Regions from separate parts of the Ovis aries genome. Here regions 2 and 3 are each linked to region 1. A link is a contact called in public Hi-C data. All regions are on one chromosome and are shown on one strand. The core of a region is the stretch at or near the end of the contact, and the rest is flanking DNA. Distances in the headings are between cores, read along the strand shown. Region 1 has its middle 180 kb from the start of NDFIP2. Region 2 overlaps LOC132657264 (a long non-coding RNA gene). Region 3 holds the start of SPRY2 (sprouty RTK signaling antagonist 2).

What was found. A called contact is a pair of places that touch in the nucleus more often than the background predicts.
Region 2: a contact with region 1 is called in a Hi-C map of liver, with 4 times the contacts expected there. The contact joins two enhancer-like sites. A contact is called at or near these places in 7 of 16 Hi-C or Micro-C datasets (hypothalamus, liver, mixed tissues and 3 more).
Region 3: a Hi-C map of liver shows a contact between it and region 1, with 4 times the contacts expected there. The contact joins the promoter of SPRY2 here to the enhancer-like site in region 1. A contact is called at or near these places in 3 of 16 Hi-C or Micro-C datasets (liver, skin fibroblasts and tail adipose tissue).

What each region holds. Positions count from the first base shown.
Region 1 is chr10:55,367,871-55,371,445 of ARS-UI_Ramb_v3.0, forward strand. No RefSeq gene overlaps it. Among named protein-coding and RNA genes, the nearest start is that of NDFIP2, 180 kb to the left of the region's middle. Within about 2 kb of position 1,966, at least 3 of the 54 cell types and tissues checked have an H3K27ac peak or open chromatin away from gene starts, as enhancers often do. A contact at or near this core is called in liver, where this site is marked.
Region 2 is chr10:55,970,719-55,974,293 of ARS-UI_Ramb_v3.0, forward strand. The region is part of intron 1 of LOC132657264 (a long non-coding RNA gene); the gene reads left to right. Among named protein-coding and RNA genes, the nearest start is that of SPRY2, 26 kb to the left of the region's middle. Within about 2 kb of position 1,818, at least 2 of the 54 cell types and tissues checked have an H3K27ac peak or open chromatin away from gene starts, as enhancers often do. A contact at or near this core is called in liver, where this site is marked.
Region 3 is chr10:55,944,684-55,948,258 of ARS-UI_Ramb_v3.0, forward strand. It overlaps SPRY2 (sprouty RTK signaling antagonist 2), which reads right to left and starts at 1,560. Exons shown (of 2, transcript XM_027973702.3): 1 at 814-1,560.

The DNA.
Region 1 (3,575 bases), core at 716-3,215:
GTTCCAAATGGTAAATTTACTGCGTGAGTCATAACTGATATATATTAAAATAATTTTCTTTTAGTGGACCAGAATGTTTTGTCTTTATAATACGTGAATCCTTGTGTTATAAAATACCTGGAATTATAACTTATCTAGCAGTCATAAAACATTTGCTCCGAAATGTTGTTGTTCAGCCACTAAGTCATGTCTGACTCTTTGAGACTCCATGGACTGCAGCACACCAGGCCCCCTTGTCCTCCACCAGATCCTGGAATGCTCTCAAATTCATATCCATCGAAATCAGTGATGCAATCTAACCATCTCATCCTCTGCTACCCCCTTCTTCTATTCCTTCAGCATCAGGGTCCTTTCCAATGAGCTGGCTGTTCCCATCAGGTGGCCAAAGTATTGGAGCTTCAGCATCAGTCCTTCCAGTGAAGATTCAGGGTTGATTTCTTTTAAGATTGACTGGTGTGAGCTCCTTGCAGTCCAAGGGACTCTCAAGAGTCTTCTCCAGCACCACAGTTCAGAAGCATCAATTCTTTGCCACTTAGCCTTCTTTATGGTTCAACTCTCATATCCATACATGACCACTGGAAAAACCATAGCTTTGATTCTTGCTCCAACAGGAGAACAAGGAATTCTTGATGCAGAAAATTTTTCTTGAATTCAGTGAAAACTGTCCCCATCTACAACTGGTATCTACCATTTACAAACACAGACAATGGAATTTCAAGATAATCTGCTCTAATTTTTAGTACAGTTGGAATAAAATGTAGAATAGGCTCATGACTTTTTGCTCAGTTTCAGTAACCCAAGCCCCTGGTCACTGAGTCTAAACTGAGAAATAAGTCTAGTCAAATGCAATGGGACTAGGGGGCATGGTAAGCTTCTAAAAGAGCCACATGGGAAGACTAACGTCCTTGGGAGCATAAGGTTATTCCTCATGGGTGCTCTTTTCCACAGAGGTGAAAGAGAAGGCTTCTGTCTACCTTCTTAATTTCCCGCCATTGACCTCTAGAACTTTAAAAGGTGTTCCATCTTCCATGAGAAACTATTGTTTTCTGAAGCCTAGGTTGAGTCTCGAATCCAGTGCCATGAATCACCAGGTGGCCACCAGGGGGCAGCTCTGTATCGCTTTTGGGCATCATCTTGTAGGTACTGGGGTATTACGGAAAGTTTCAGAGCAGGGGGAGCTTCCCTGGTGGCTCAGTGGTAAAGAACCCACCTGCAATGCAGGAGACCCAGGTTCAATCCCTGGGTGGGGAAGATTCCCTGGAGGAGCAAATGGTAACCCCACTGGAGAAAAAGAATTCCAGGGATACTGTTAACAGAAATGTTAACCCAGGACTGCATGACTGAGTGGATATGGAGGGAGGAAAAAAAAATGGAGAACAAGTTTCTACTTGGAGAATGTTAAAAATTCTGATAATGGAAATAAATCAGCTTAGCCATCACTTTCCCCCCTTTACATGTAATTTATCTCATTTTAATAAAATTTATCAAACATTTGAGGATACTCTTAAGATGTTCATATACCCAAAAAGGCTTTTTGGAATATTTCTTGGGGAAGAGAAAAATCAGAGTCAGGCAAATGTAGTATCTACCCTTCTTCTCTAGCTTCTTATTTGTTCCTACGTCATTAAATGGTAGATGTTTTTAAGACACATGGGCTTCTCAGCTGGCTCAGTAGTAAAGAATTCTCCTTATAATGCATGAGGTGAAAGAGATGCGTGTTCGATCCCTGGGTCAGGAAGATCTCCTGGAGAAGGAAATGGCAACCCCACTCCAATATTCTTGTCTTGGAAATCCCATGGACAGAGGAGCCTGGAGGGCAACAGTCCATGGGGTCTCAAAGAATGGGACGTGGCTGAGTACATGAGCACATGCCTTGGGGACACAGGTCCTGAGTCTACCACTCTGGTTGGGTGGAGGACAAGTCAGTGGAAAATTGTGTCATGGGGAGGACGTGGCCTCAGGAGATCTTTGTGTTAATACCCATGTCCACATTACTTCATGGAGCTTACAGTCTCACTGTATTAAGAATGTGGGTATTAGGTCAAAAGGCTTCCCCAAACATAAATACCTGCCAAATGTATCTGAGGCGAGATCCCAACATATTACACAACCTTAAGTCAATAATGCTTCTGAATCTTTTAAAAGGAAAAGAAAGAAGCCCCAGAATGGAAGCTGGAAGCTGAGCTGCGACACAGAGCACTCTTCGTGGGACTGATGTGTATTATGAAGTTTTCCATTTCTGGTCTGTGATTTGTTCTGGCCTTTCATTTTTCTTTATACTTTTACAGTTTTGGACTGAAAGTGGAAAAGGCGAAATGCCACAGTAAACACAAGGAGGTGGTGAGGTTTTTGTCACTGGGGAAGCTAATCAATAGTTTTGATACAGAATTCAGGACAAAAAGCATCACAGCGGACCTGCCAAATTATGCAATTGATTTCAGCAAACAGACACTTACTAAGATTCTCAAAGGTTGCATGAGTCCGGTTTCTCTGCCACAGCTCCCTGGAGTTCTGCTGCACAGTTTGTGTCCATTGAGGTCACTCACATGGTGGCACTGACCCTCCTTGGTTCATCTGGATTGCCTTTTGCCTGCTCCCACCTTAAAGGTCTCTCCATCGCTCACCACTCATCCCTCCTTTGGACCAATAGACAAGCACCTTTTCTTTCTTACATCTTGAAAATACTCAAAGTCGAATTATTTTTCCCCTAACCACTGGCTCTGCCATTGACATGCCACCGTAATCTGTTACCTAGATTACTGTAATTGCCTTTAAATGGTTCACTTGCACTTACCCTAGCGCACCCTACAGCTTGTTTCTCAACATTGCAGCCAGTAATTCTGACTGTCCACTCCTGTCACTCGTTCAAAATTCTGCAATGGCTGCTGATTTCACTCTTCTGTTTATTCTTTATTGAAATAATAGTGGCCTTACAATGTCATGTTAGTTTCATGTGTAGAGTGATTTGGTTATACATATTTATATATTATTTCTCATTTTCTTTTCCATTATGGTTTATTATAAGATATTGAATATAGTTCCCTATATGTGCTATAGGATAGGGACTTGGTTGCTTATCTATTTTACATATAATAGTTTGTGTCTGCTAATACCAAACTCCTACCCTCCCTTTCCGCTTTGGTAACCAAAAATATGTTTTCTAGGTCTATGAGTCTGTTTCTGTTTCGTAAATGAGTTCATTTATATCATATTTTAGATTCTACATATAAATGATATCACATGATGTTTGTCTTTGTCTAACTGGCTTTACTTAGTATGATAATCTCTAGGTCCATCCATGTTGATGCAAATAGTATATATATATATATTTTTAATGGCTAAGTAGTAGTCCATTTGGAGAAGGAAATGGCAACCCACTCCAGTATTCGTGCCTGGAGAATCCCAGGGACGGGGTAGCCTGGTGGGCTGCCGTCTATGGGGTCGCACAGAGTCGGACACGACTGAAGCAACTTAGCAGCAGCAGCAGCAGTAGTCCATTGTGTTTGCAGACGCACACACACACACACACACACACACACCACATCTTGTTTATTTGACCCGATTTCACTCTTAAT
Region 2 (3,575 bases), core at 568-3,067, 600 kb after region 1:
TGTTTCTTTTTCTTGTTTTGTTCATGATAGTGGTTTTATTTATTTATTTATTTATTTAATTTTTATTTTTACTTTATTTTACTTTGCAATACTGTATTGGTTTTGCCATACATTGATATGAATCCACCACGGGTGTACATGCGTTCCCAAACATGAACCCCCCTCCCACCTCCCTCCCCATAACATCTCTCTAGGTCATCCCTGTGCATCAGCCCCAAGCATCCTGTATCCTGCATCAGACATAGACTGGCAATTCGTTTCTTACATGATAGTATACATGTTTCAATGCCATTCTCCCAAATCATCCCACCATGGTGGTTTTAAAAGCCATGGTTTTTACTGTTGGAAGAACTTTTAGTCTAAGAGTACTCATGTGTTCATAAACCTTATAGTCTAGGAGAAGCAATCTGGAAAGAGAAAACTCTTTTTATACCCCAGGAGTTCCCCAGCAAATAGATATGTACTTAAATGGAAGTGCATTTTTTCCACCCTTGGACTGACCACATAAAATTTGACACAGCCAAGGCATTGATCTAAACGAAGCTAGGATGCATACAAGAGCTGGTAGATTTATTTTAGGTCCTTTTTAGCCAAAGCTACTTTTTTGCTTTATTTATATTATCAGAATCTTCTTTGCTTTTCATTCTCTTCTGATCAGAGAGGTAGACTTCTTTAGACCTACCTTCTCTGTTAACAGTAGCCATTAGTCACATGTGGCTGAAATGTCCTGAATACAAGCTAGATTTCAGTGACTTAGTATGGAGGAAAAAAAAATTGATGGTGAACTAGCTCATTTGCATATTTTTGTATTATACATTAAAATGACAACAGTGGTTAAATAAACATTATTGAAATTAATTTCTTTTCATTAATTTCTGTTTCCTTTTACTTTTTACCACTGAAAAATATTAATTTACATATATGGCTCCCATTTCTGTTGATGGAAACTCCTGTAGACCAATAGTTCGTAACCTTTTTTGAATAATGATGCATTTCTTTGATACTCTGATAAAAGCTCAATAGATCGGAGAGAGATAGATACTGTCAATTCTGTTACAGCCAACAGATGTGTCCCTAAGACTTGCCTTACTGTGCAAAATCATGTCATAGAAGCCACAGGGCTGGCACTGGAGTAGACTTTCAACAGTTTCATCAGTGACCTGTGAAGAAACATAGTAAACATGGTAGCATGGTTCTGTCCATGGCGAGTGGTTAAGAAATATGCCAGTATTACAATAAATACGGTGCTTGACCCTGAAAATGTCTCATTTGTCTGTAGGGGTGGAGCTCTACAACTGCCCACCTCCAATGCCTGCCTTGTTCCTCTGGCCTCCACTGTCTGTGTCAGAGGATGAGAACTTGTTAGGAAAGCAGAAAAAGACTGAGAGAAAGAGAAGGAGAAAAATAACAGAGAACAGACAGGAAAAACACAAAAGAGGCTGAGAGGAAAGAAGGGGAAAAATGAAAGAGAAGGGAGGGCATGAGGCTGATTGCCAGTCAGCGGGGTTGTGGCGTGTGATTGGGAGGTTACCTGAACTCAGATGGAATGTTGGAAGAGCACAAGGAGAAAGTTGGGAAGTGAAAGTGAAAGTCGCTCAGTCCTGTTGGGCTCTTTACGACCCCATACAGTCCATGGAATTCTCCAGGCCAGAATATTGGAGTGGGTAGCCATTCCCTTCTCCAGGGGATCTTCTCAACCCAGGGGTGGAACCCAGGTCTCCCGCATTGCAGGTGAATTCTTTACCAGCTGAGATATCAGGGAAGCCAGGAGAGAGTTGGAACAGTAAAGTCAACAGCAAAGGTAGAGTTCATTGTTCGGAAGAAATGTGCGCATGCGTGCCTTTTGTTGACTTGCACAAAGCTCAGTTCAGCTAGGTGCAGTTTTCTGTGTTGGCCTAGAGATGAAATTGGCACAAATACAAAATTAGCGCTGTGCTACAGACTTCTCTAATTTGTCAGTCACGTTGGAACAAATTCACGTTTTCAAAATAAGCGTTCTAGCAGAACTGATTGTAGAAACATACACCAGGATAGATTGTGACACACAGCTCATGTTTGCAACCTGCAGACTGGAGGAGTGTCAGGGCATGTCAGGCATGAGGAAGCAAAGGTGAAATGTCAGCAATAGGTTCTTTCAAGATGTTATAGTACCTTACATAGTTATAAGGGATTATAAGAAGGGAGTATTGAGCAGTTTGTGGAGACCCCAGTGGAATGTAGAGAGTGAATGCATTTATGGGGTTGGATTCTTGAGGGTAGAAGATGTTGAACTTGAGGAGCAGAGAAGGTAGATTCCCATTGCATACCAACTGAGAATGCTGTATTTACACAGCCTTTCTAATCTATGATAGAATTGTCCAGGAAAATCTATTTGCGAATAGAACTCTCAGGGGCAGGAAATGAATGCTTGGTGAGAGGAAAATTCCAAGAGTTAGTAGGAAAAGAGAGCAGATATTGACTTAATAGTCTGCTTCTATTTATCTTGGGCTTTAGTTATAATCCACAGAACTTGGTTCCTGTGACTTTACAGAAATAGGTCTAAGAATCTGTCAAGGGAAAGTGAACTGAGATCTTCAAGTCACTAGGAGTAGTGAAGTAACTTTGAAAATTAAATCAAACCATTGAAGTAGTTGCCCATTAAACATGTTAATACTAATGATGGTGATGATGATGATAATAAGCTAGTATTCATTGGGCTTTAAGTGTAGCTGGGAACCTACTATATGTTTCATGTGGATGATTTTACTTACTGCTCATATTAAAAAAATTTTTTTTAATTTAGTTTTTAATTGAAGGATAATTGCTTTACAGAATTTTATTTGTTTCTGCCAAATATCAACATGAATTGCTCATAACATTTTGAGAAAGGATTTTTACCTTTCTTATCTATTTCTTTTTACAGATAGAAGTGACTATGCCAACATCACACTGGTAGCAAGTAGCTGAGTTGGAGGAGCTTGAAGGCAGGCAGCCTAAACCGTGTTTGCATGAAAGACTCTGGTCTTATTAGTGATCTTGCTGGGGACTTTCCTTTTCTACTGTTGTATATTCTTGTTGTTCAGTTGCAAAGTCGTGTCTGACTCTGCGACCCCATGAACTGCGGTATACCAGGTCTCCTCGTCCTTCACTATCTCCAGAGTTTGCTCAAACTCGTGTTCATTCAGTCAATGATGCCATCCAACCTGTTCATTCTTTGTTGCCCCCTTCTCCTCTTGCCCTCAATCTTTCCCAGCGTCAGGGTCTTTTCCAGAGTCAGCTCTTTGCATCAGGTGGTCAAAGTGTGGGAGCTCAACTTCAGCATCAATTCTTCCAACGATGTTTGGGGTTGATTTCCTTTAGGATTGTCTGGTTTGCTCTCCTTACTGTCTGAGGGACTCTGGTATTGTTTAAATTTGTGTAATGAAATGCTATTACTTAGGTTATTTTTAAAATGGAAGGAAAATATACATATACAGGTTTAAAAAAGGAAGCATAGAAAAAATAAATAAAAACAATTAAAAAAACTGAAATCAAGTTTAAAATTCACATCCAACATACTATAATACATATATTTGCGTAGCATGACTTGAAAATGT
Region 3 (3,575 bases), core at 310-2,809, 580 kb after region 1:
TAGTCCATCAAAGTAAAGGAAAAAAAACCCAAAACCTAGTCTCTTTTGCCACCTATTTTCAGGTAATGGAAAACGATCGCGACCGCTTGATGACTTTCTTCCTGTGCTGGGTCAGCCCAATCGTCCAAAAAAAAAAAAAAAAAAAAAGCGTGACCCAGGCCGACCGCGGCGAACGGAAAAGAGCGAAAGCTGCACTTCCGAACCGCAGAGACGCGGCGCCAGGCAGGGCGACGCTCCCACCCTCTGCGTGCTCGCCGCAGTCCACGCCGAGCTGAGTCGTGGGCGCCCTCCACTCGCCACCCTGTCCTCTTTTTTTCCACCCGCGAGGCAGCGACCCGCACCCTTCACTACCCCTGCGCCCCTGCTTCGGGACTGCCTCTCCCGGGACCTGCCTTCCCCGGAGAGAACAGGTTCGAAGTGCGGGCGCCTTCAGCGGCGCCCTGGAAAACACAAAGTGCTTGCCTCCCTCTCCCGCTCTCAGCGCCCAGTTTGCAGCCAGTGCGCCGCCGTGAGCTGGCCGCCACCCCGAGACCCCCAGCGCGGGCGCGCTGGGTCGTGGGGCCGGGGACACGGCACCCCGCGCGCGCTGCAATCTCCCCCACCCCGAACCCCTGCCGCCGAGGCAGGCCGAGGCCGGGGCGAGGCTGATCCGCGGGCAACTCCAGGGCTCCCCACGGAAAACTTGCGGGGTGAGAGAAAGGGAGGCCCGAGGAGAGACGGACCCACTGCCGGTCCCGCTGCACCTACTCCATGTTGCCCACAACGCGCCGGCCGCGGCGCCAGGAGGGGACGAGCCGGCCAAACGCGCCTCACCGTGATCGCGGCTTTGCACAAACCCCTCTCCGTTGGATTCTCTTCTTTCCGCGATGTGCAAATAAATCCAGCCCTGATGCAAACTTTTTGCCTCTCCTTCCTTCCAAACTCTGCTTCAGTCTAACTTCTGAGCGATTGGCTGGACGAGAAAAGGAGAGGAAAAAAAATCCGGAGCCAAGTCCTAGCCGAAGAACACTGGAGTTCGGGGCTGGAGGCGACCCCCCTTCTAAAAGCGCACGCGGAGTATTTCCTTTTTTTTTTTTCCCCTTTTTTTCTCAATGAACTGGAGGCCGAAGCGCCAACGGCGAGTCTCCTCTCCCGGCAGATGAGCGAATGAGAAAAGAAAACGGCCTTCGCGAGGACCTAAAAGCCAGATGGCCAAGTCGTGCGGCCGCGGCCGCGTCCGAGCGGAGGCGGCGCGGGGGCGCGCGGGGCGGCGGGACTGGCCGAGCCGGGCCGGGCGGGCGCGGGGGCCTGGGCGCTGCGCGCTCCGCCGGCCCCTCTCCTCCGCTCGCGCTGCTGCGCGCAGCTCTCGGCGGTGCAGACTGGGCGTTGTGGAGGCGCGGCGGCGAGGCCGAGGCGGGGGCGGTGGGTGCGAAAGAGGAGGAGGAGAAGGAGGAGGAGGGTCTGGGGCCCGGCCGGGGGGGGCTCGCCGTTGGCCTGCGCCCTCGCCTTTCCGGAGGAGGCAGGGAGCTCTGCGGCGGCCGCGGCAGCAGTAAATGGCGTCATGTGGATCCGAGGCGGAACAGAGCAGTTGTTGTCCCAGAGGATATATCGCATCCGGTCCCAGCTCATTGGCTCCGCGGGGCTACATTCACTCACACTCCAGCGCCCGCCAGCGCTCCGAGCCGCAGGAGGCATTCAAAAGGGCAACCGCGCCGCCCCGCGCGTACCCGGGCCGGTCCTGCCGCCCGGGCCGCCGTCACGCGCGGTGCCCGCGGGGCCGGGCTGGGCACGGCGGGGTCAGTTGATCTAGTTTCAAGGAAACACTGACCTTAAAGTTTTCCCCAGAGGCTAGGAGGACGAACCTTGAGCTCGGCGGATTTAGGGAACTTTCTCCCCGCCACTAGGAGAAGGGAATGAACGTTTCAGACTAATCCTGGCTAGGCTGTGTTAGCATTAAAAACCAGTTGCGGGTTTTGAGACTTTCTTCTGAATCCATTGCAAGACAGGCTCTCCCCTTTTCTGTTCCCCCTCGAGGGGGCGACGGGGAGAGAAGCAGGGGGAGGGGAAGGGGAGCGGGAAGTGAGGTGGGAGGGCTATTGGTTTATCCTTTGTCTACTGGATTAACCCGATTATACACCAGGCACCGGGACAAACCGCCACCCCCACCTCCGAGCGGCGTACGAGAGGGGCGGAATGCAGATTCGGGTTTCAAGTACCTCTGCTCTGGCCGGGATTTGCTTTTCATGGTGTCAATTGTAGCTTTTCGGTTTAATATTAGATGTTGTTCTAAAAGAGGGAGTGAGCTACAGATGGAAGCTTTCTGAAGATCTTCCTTGCCGTTTTGTTTCACGCAATTGGTGATGGAAATGCTACAGTCTAGGCCTTAAAAAAATTTAGTTAAATCAATCCTACACACGTACACGATTACTAAGGGCCACATCACGGGCTTCTGAAATGGGAGGGGGGCTCGCTGTAACACTGCAGATTTCCTCAACTAGAAGAATCATCGTTCATTTCCGACTCTCCTTGTCACGCAGAACATTCCCCAATAAGATTCTATTGTCCATCTTGAAGGTGATCTATTTTCCCACTTACAAAAAGAAATGTAAAGATAGAAAAGGCATATATATGCGCTGCTCTAACTGCCGATCGTTTACGAAGAAACGTGCAGGGACGTGGGAGCACCAATGGGAAATTAACACCCCCGCCCCACACTCTTAATATTGGATTCTGAATGATTTACAGAATGAGTTTACTTTACAGGGAAGTACGGTCAGAACTCCCGAAGAGCACCTGCGACCTCGCGGTCCTAGGGTTAGAGTTCTTGAAACTGCTAGGAAAACGTGGTGCTAGATTTCCCGGGTCTGGTTCCACCCCACCTCGGTTCACAACCGCCCTGGCGCTCGCCGCCCTGTCCCGAGCCCTTGTCTGCGGATGTCCCGGGCGTGTTCCCGGCCACGCTACCCTCTCCCCTGCCTTCTCCATGTTTCTCTAGGGCTCCTCGCCCCGGGTTTGGAACCAGAGGTGGCAGAGGAAGTGGCCTGCGTTATTTCCGGACGCTGGCCTCCTTTTTCCCCCACCCCTCGGGTGCGGGTGGACCAGGCTAAGTCCGCCTGCTCCGCGGCGCCCCCGGGACGACGGGGCCTCCCGCAGCCCCGGCCGCTCCCCCGACGCCCGGGTCCTCAGGGCCTCCGAGCCTCCGAGCGGACGCAGGCGCTGCTGCGCTCCCGGCCCATCGGGCCACCAGGGGGCGCCCACTCGCCCGGCGCGGGGCTGGGGTTGCTTTCTTCAACGCGACTCCACGAGGGCAGCCGGGGTTGCCTTCCAAAATGTACCTTGGGCCGGCCGGTTCACAAAGAATAAAAAGACGTTTTTCATGTGAGTGCAACAGCAGGTGCCTTTCCCTACCCTCTCGGCGGACACATTCCGCGAATGAGGGGCTCAGGTGCGGAAGAACCCCAGCTTTTCCCGAGGGGGACGGAGTTGGCGGCCCAAGCCAGGGTGTGCGAGGCTGGCGGGAACTCGCTGCCTAAGTCTGGCCAACAAGTCTCGGGCCGAACAGGTGAAAGAAACCCGACGGCTGATTCTTAGGGGAT